Linked DNA regions of Mus musculus: region 2 is linked to region 1. Evidence: chromatin contacts called from public HiChIP or PLAC-seq data. All regions are on one chromosome and are shown on one strand. Each heading gives the region's core, a stretch centred on a gene start, on an enhancer-like site or on the middle of the called end of the contact. The rest is flanking DNA. Distances are from core to core; before and after follow the strand shown.

Evidence for each region. HiChIP or PLAC-seq counts read pairs in DNA pulled down with a chosen protein or histone mark.
Region 2: an HNF4G HiChIP or PLAC-seq map of pancreatic cancer cells shows a contact between it and region 1. The contact joins the enhancer-like site here to the promoter of Pepd in region 1. A contact is called at or near these places in 1 of 39 promoter capture datasets (macrophages), 1 of 15 datasets of contacts at CTCF or cohesin (the NIH/3T3 cell line), 2 of 484 Hi-C or Micro-C datasets (both in cerebral cortex), 4 of 115 datasets of contacts at active chromatin or transcription factors (embryonic stem cells and pancreatic cancer cells) and 2 of 9 other capture datasets (adipose tissue and pancreatic islet).

Annotation. Positions count from the first base shown.
Region 1 is chr7:34,910,626-34,913,996 of GRCm38.p6, reverse strand. Pepd (peptidase D) reads right to left here and starts at 1,590. Exons shown (of 15, transcript NM_008820.2): 1 at 1,543-1,590. The coding sequence starts at 1,559.
Region 2 is chr7:34,966,353-34,969,726 of GRCm38.p6, reverse strand. Pepd (peptidase D) reads right to left here. Exons shown (of 15, transcript NM_008820.2): 8 at 147-222. Among named protein-coding and RNA genes, the nearest start is that of Gm35534, 22 kb to the left of the region's middle. Within about 2 kb of position 2,051, at least 31 of the 459 cell types and tissues checked have an H3K27ac peak or open chromatin away from gene starts, as enhancers often do. A contact at or near this core is called in pancreatic cancer cells, where this site is marked.

The sequences.
Region 1 (3,371 bases), core at 341-2,840:
GATCAGAGTTAGATGACAGAGTTAGATGGCACAGAGTTCGATGACAGATCCCACCTGTCCATTAGCTTTCATGGCCCAGTGTTGTTCCTAGAAAACCGCTGGTAGTCACTACATGATTGCTATGTCCCAAGCTCTTCCAACCTTGGAAGCTAACTAAGATGGCACTGTTTCCACTGCCCTCGTTGTATATGGAGAGATGCATTTGCTCCACTAGTTTTTACCATACTCGCCTCAGTTCTGAACTCAGTCTGTGGAGAACTGCACTCTTCTACCCCTACCCTTCCTAACATCCCCTACCACCAGGTCCACACCCTCTTCCGCTGAAACCACAGCTCATGCTATCGGGGGTGGGGGTTGGGGGGGGGGAACTCTTTAAGAAGCCAAGTGGTAAATGAGGAAAATACCTAAAAAAAAAAAAAAAAGCCAAGTAGTAGTGACACACCCCTTTAATCCCAGCACTTGGGAGGCAGAGGCAGGTGGATCTCCAAATTCGAGGCCAGCCTGATCTACAGAGTGACTTCCAGGACAGCCAGGGCTACACAGAGGAACCCTGTCTTCAAACAAAGCAAAGCAAAACATAACAGATCTCAAGCAGGGTGTAGTGCCATCGTGCCTGGATTGTCAGCACTCTGAAGGGCAAAGCAGGAAGAATCTGAGTCCCAAGGCCAGCATGCGCTACATAGTGAGACCCTGTCTAAAATTCTTAAAAAGCAGATTCCAGATGACAATCCTTCTTGCTCCCCCAGGACAAAGTCTGGAGAAGTCACTAGCACCAAACCTACTAGTTCAGGGATGTACCCTACTCTCTCAGTCTTTATCTCTTAACCTTTGATCAGCTGTCCTTCCGTGACACTGAATAGAGCCCATCTGTCCAAACTTCCTCCCAGCCGAACCACTGACCCTTTAATCATACAGAATTATGGCAAGTCTAAGCGGAGCAATACACTGGGCTACTGAGGCCTGCATGGAGCCTGCATCGGAGCTAGTGAGGAGACAACTGACATACAGAAAGTCAGGCAGTATAGAATTGATCAGATAATTAAGGGAAGGTGTCTCAGAGGAGCTGACGTTTGGGCCAGGAAAGAATCAGGAAAGTGCTGGCCTGATTAACGGATATTCCACGGCCACTCCAAATACTACTCACACTTTCCCTCACTTTTGAGGAAGCGCCTGGGAACCTGGCGCCCAGACCAGGCTGGCCACCTCATCGGAGGGGCGTGGCAGTGAACAGATTTGTGAAGCTCCCACTTCGGCCACTTACGGTGAGGCTGCCACACTCGGGACTCCAGGGAAGCCACCCTCCCCCGCCCCACGAGGGCCAGTGGGCAGCCGCAAGCATGCAGGGGCTCTGCAGGTACCACTCGCCCAGCCCGGCTCTCGGTTCCGGTGCCCCAGAGAAGAAGCGCGCAGCCCGCAGCCCGCGGCCACAGAGCAACTCCAGTCAGAGCTCGGAGGCTGTCACCCACTGTTCAGCTAGGAATACCGAGGCAGGCCACCTCTACGCGGGCCGCAGGCAGGGCAAGGGACAAGCTCAGCACTCACCGCACAGTGGACGCCATGTTCACTCGGCGCTAGCGTCACGTGGAGTGCAGCGTCAGCTGAACCAGCTAGGGTTCCTCTGAGGAGGACGGGGCGGGGCCAGGGCGGGATTTTTAATGGGCGTGGTGGCTTCAGTCCCTCCCACTCCAGCTCCGGACTTCACACCCTTAAGTGGAGGAGTCCTGCAGCTGATTAAGCATCTCAGATTCCCACAAGAAACTAGAAGGAACTTGAGCAGCAACCCAGAAGGCTTTCCCTCTTGGGAAGAAGTGTCCTGAGACAGGAGATCAATTGATTCTAGGTTAGCCCCTGACCTTGTGTGTATGTTGCCGCCCACCCGCGAGAAGAACATACAAGAATAAAGAAACCATGGGGATCCACTTCTGTATCATTGGGAATAGAGGCCCCTTGGTCTTGCAAACTTTATATGCCCCAGTACAGGAGAACGCCAGGGCCAAGAAGTGGGAGTGGGTTGGTAGGGGAGCGGGGGGGGGGGGCGCATAGAGGACTCTTGGGATAGCATTTGAAATGTAAATGAAGAAAATATCTAATAAAAATTTTTTAATTTTAAAAAATAAATAAATAAATATTTATTCATATGGTAAAGAAAAAAGAAAAAAGAAACCATGGGGAGGAGGGCCAAAGATGATGGAGAGCTGGGACAACTGGAGTAATAGAAGCCTCCAGCATTCAGGAAAGGGAGTCTGGGGAGAAAGTCTCTGGCTGAGAGATAAGCAAGGCCTTCAGGGTCTTGTATATAAGTTGGAGAGTTAAATCTAATAGGCTCTAGTCCAAACCTCCTCAAGTGCAAGATGGAGGAGCTGAAGAAAGAGAAGCAGGGGCAGGGGCAGAGCAGGGGAGGGGAGGATGAGGTGGGGAATAGCAGAGCTGAGCCCTGGTGATAGAGGAGAGTCCTACAGAGAAATGAGCATCAGAAGGCAGGCACTGCCCTCCTTACTCTCAGCACTTAAAGACACTGGTTCAAGTGCTTTGCAGATGTTAGCACCACTGCTCACAGTGGTCTCACAAAAGCCCCATGAGGAAGGCAGGTGCTGTCTTAGCACCATCTTACAGAGGAGGAGACTAAGGTCCAGAAGGGTAAGCAACATGCCTGACCTCACACAGACTCTTGAGAACTTGGACACACACACACACACAGAGTGCATTAGCTCCATCTTCAGCTAAAGAGTCTCGACTCCCTAATAAGGGACGCCTTTTTAAAAATAGCAGAGGAGGAGCAGGTTTGTAGTAGGAAAGCCTGCCCCCAGCTAATCACAGCCCCACTTCTTTTGACATAAAATATGTCAAAATTAAACCAACTGCCAGCTTAATGCTTATTAATGTGTAAAAGAAGTAATTATCCTAAATATTTACAGAAGAGAGGCAGAGAACACCCAGCCATTGAACGGAGCACTCTTTCTGTAGTGTTAACCGGGAAGCACTACCCACGGCTCCTGCCCACCCAGGCCCATCTGCACAGTGGGCCTCGAGGCAGGGTCTGCTCTGACAGTCGGTTTTTTTCTGTGTCAGACACCTGCTGCCTCTCCCCGCCCCTCCCCATCAGAGGCTCCAGCAGGACCGGCCCCTCCCCCACTCTTGCTCAAGACCCTCTCCAGCAAGCCTGACCACATCCCTCGCTGCTCTCTATCAGACTCCATCATGGCCCTGCCACGTATCACAACTCCGCATCAAAGGCTGAGGCAGAGGATCCTCCTCCCCTGTTCCTGCCCATCAGAGGCGCTGGCAGGGACTCCAGGAGAAGCTGCTCAGGGTGTGGGAGAACCCTTTTTTTTTTTTTTTTTTTTTTTTTTTTTTTTTTTGAGTTACTCATG
Region 2 (3,374 bases), core at 802-3,301, 55 kb before region 1:
GCCTCCAAGGAGCCACCCATCACTCCACCATGACAGATTGTAAGCCAGGACAAATCCCTCTTCCCTAAGGTCACTTCCTGTCAGGCGTTTGATCACAGCAATTAGCAAAGTCATTAATGTACTACAGAAGCCGGTGCCCAACTCACCTCACGGTGGGCCTCGCTGGAGATCCGATTTGTGTAGCGCAAAACCTCTAGTTCCATGTCTGTCTTGAACACTCGGCTGCAGAGAGAAGAGAAAGACAGGGCCAACTCAGTGATCTGGCAGGGCCAAGAAGACTTCCCCACAGAGACTGACCACCATTCTTGAGAACTAGGCCAGAGAAGCCCAACACCCATGGCAACGTGCAATCCTGAGCTATCTAGAAGCCCTGTGGTCAGGGGAATGGAGCAGTTGCCCCTTGTCCTAGCACCAGCTGCAGGAAGGCAGATAGCCTACAGCAATGATAGACAGCTGGCAGCTGCTAGGGGCCCCCACCTTGGTGGCCAGACACACCCTGCCTGCTTGAGCCCCAGTTTCCTGAGTCACAGAGCAGAATTGGATCTACATGGCAGATGGGTTGGGCCTTAAGGTGTACTGCTGGCATCCAGGAATCTGCCCCATTGGCTGATGTTACCTGTAGTGGTTTGAATGAAAATGGCCCCCATAGGTCTATAAGGAGTGGCACTTCTAGGATTGTGGCCTTGTTGGAATAGGTGTGGTCTTGTTAGAGGAAGTGCATAACTAGGAGGTGGGCTTTTAGCTCTCAGAAGCTCAAGCCCAGGCCTAGTGGCTCACTGTCTCTGCCTGCTGCCTTCAGATTAAGAGACTGCAGCACACTGCCATGCTCCCTGCCACAACGGACTTAACCTCTGACAATGTAAGCCAGCCCAATTAAATGTAGTCCTTTATAAGGGCTGTCCTGCTTATGGTGTCACTTCACAGCAATAGAAACCCTAAGGACAGTACTTCTTGTATCCTCCCGAGTTCTAGCCCTTGGAACAGCCCAAGTGTACCACTTGACTCAGGCCTTTGGCCTTGACTCTCTACAATGTGTGTGCCCAGCAAAGTCCTGGCACTTTAAAGGGAGCAGTGCCAGGCACCTGGGAGAGCTGTGTCTGGCCCATGAGGAGAGAGTAAAGCTTGGAGCTGTTAGCTGACCTACACTGCTTGCCTTGAAGCCTTAGATGAGCAGCCTTAATCTGCATCGAAATAGAACTCCCAACCCTCAGTAGCACAAGTGATTGATTGCTTCTGGGACCCCCCCCATCCCCCACTACACCCAAATCCACAAACTGCACACACACTCCTGTACTTAGAATCCTTTCTAGATGACTTACCATACCCAACACAAAGGGAATGCGGTGTGAGGATTACTGTGTTGTTCAAGAAGAAATGACAAGAAAATGGGGCTCTGCATGTATACTACATTGTGGTTTAATTCTGCGGAAGTCCTTGGGGGCTCATGTTTTGATTACTTGCTCCCCAGATGGGGGTACGGTTTGGGGAGATTCTGGAATTTTAAGTAGGGACTAAATGGAAGTCACTGGGATGGAACCTTAAAATATGCCTCCACTTCCTGTCAGCTCTCTCTGCTTCCTGATTAGCCAGGGAGTGAACAGCTCTCTTCTGACACATGTTCCTGCAGCTACGATACTCTGACCAGGAGTATCATAGGGCCAAACACCTATGGATGTAATTGTGAACCAGAACAAACCCTCCTCCTGACCGCCTCAGTGGCTTTGAGAGGTACAGATGCAAAGTGACTGGCACAGCCACCACAGGACCCGCTATAGAGCACACAGACTATATGTGGAGTGGATGATATACAGAAACCAGCACTGAGGCAGGACTGAGGGCCCGAGGGATAGCAGAGGCTAGACAACAGAGTTCCTGTCCACTTCCTTCAGGTAGATTTAGCATGGTGCTCAGTGCTTGGTGGATTCAAGCATTGATTTTTAGAAAGTTCTGGAATGTCTTCCCTATTGTGGCTGACTAAACCCATGGAAATGGGGGATGACTGCATTGTCAAACACTGGAATGTTTGCATTCCACCAGTCCCACTCATAAAGCTGAACACACCTCAGAAAATAAACATAGCCTCCTTTCTTCTTCAATTACCATTTGCCACGGTCTCTCTGCTGTAGGTTCCAGGAATGGCAACAGCTATTGGCTGCTTTGCCCTAACTCACCCACTCAGGCACCAAGGCACTCATTTCTCAAGAGATGAAAGAAGTGGGAGCCAACCAGTCCTCTCCAGGAGTCTCGCTGATCCTCGCATCACTTGGGATGTTGCTGGTGGGACCAGCTGAGGTATGGATGTGTCTGCAGCCCAGTCAGGCCTGCTTCTTCACCACAGGCCTTTTTCAGTACACTTCCTGATCATTTATCTCAGAGATAGTTTCCCTAGGAACAGAGCCTGAAAAGGCACTTCATTCCCATTTTGTAGTCAGGCAAACTGAGACTTAGCCAAAACAGTATCGAACACTGCATGACCCATTGTGCTTCAAGAACTCCGTTCTCCTTACACTTCACACAAAACCAGAACTCTACACCCAAATTAATGATCAAATCCAACAGCAGAGGGTCATGGTTAACCATTCAAAAGCTCAGGAATGAGAGAAATAGTTCCAGGCATAGGCCAGCAGAAAAGATAATGAATGGATATGAGGTGCCTTTAAGATTAATTTTTATTATATTAAATTATGAGAACATCTGTGTGTGGGTTTGTGCATGTAGGTGTCACTGCAGATGGAGACCAGAAGCGGATGTTAGATCCACCTGGCTGGAGTCACAGGTGGTTGTGAACCACCATGTGGGTGCTGGAAACTCAGCTCCTCTGCAATAGTATGCATCCTTGACCACTGAGCCATCTCTCCAGCCCCTGGGATATTTTTAGAGCGTGGCATTGGTCTGAAAGTATAATTAAAAGCAGCAGAAGGTAAGGCGGTCAGCAAGTCAAGGAAATAAACTGTAAAAAAAAAAAAATCAGTGTTCAAAGTATGTGGCTTTGAGAACATCCACGAGAATTGGATGGGTTCATTTCCACACAGACACGCAAGACACTTAAGAATGCTCAATGATGTGGTAAATGAGGCGTGAAGTCCTATCCATAAGAGAAGAAAAAGGCAAATGAAACTCTGGATTAAACAGAGGCACAGAAACTGCAGTGACTTCCCAAGTACCCAACGGCACACATTTCCTTCCTGTGTAAGGGGGAGCTGGAGTCTCATGATGGATTTAGCGTCATGGGCAGGGTAGGTCAAATCAGAACTATTTGCATCCTAATAATGGCACATGTCCTACACAGTGCTGGTGGGTCTGAGTTCTAGTCAACAGGAGACATGGATGTGAAGGGGCACACGAAATGCTCCAACACAATCCAGAAGCTAGAT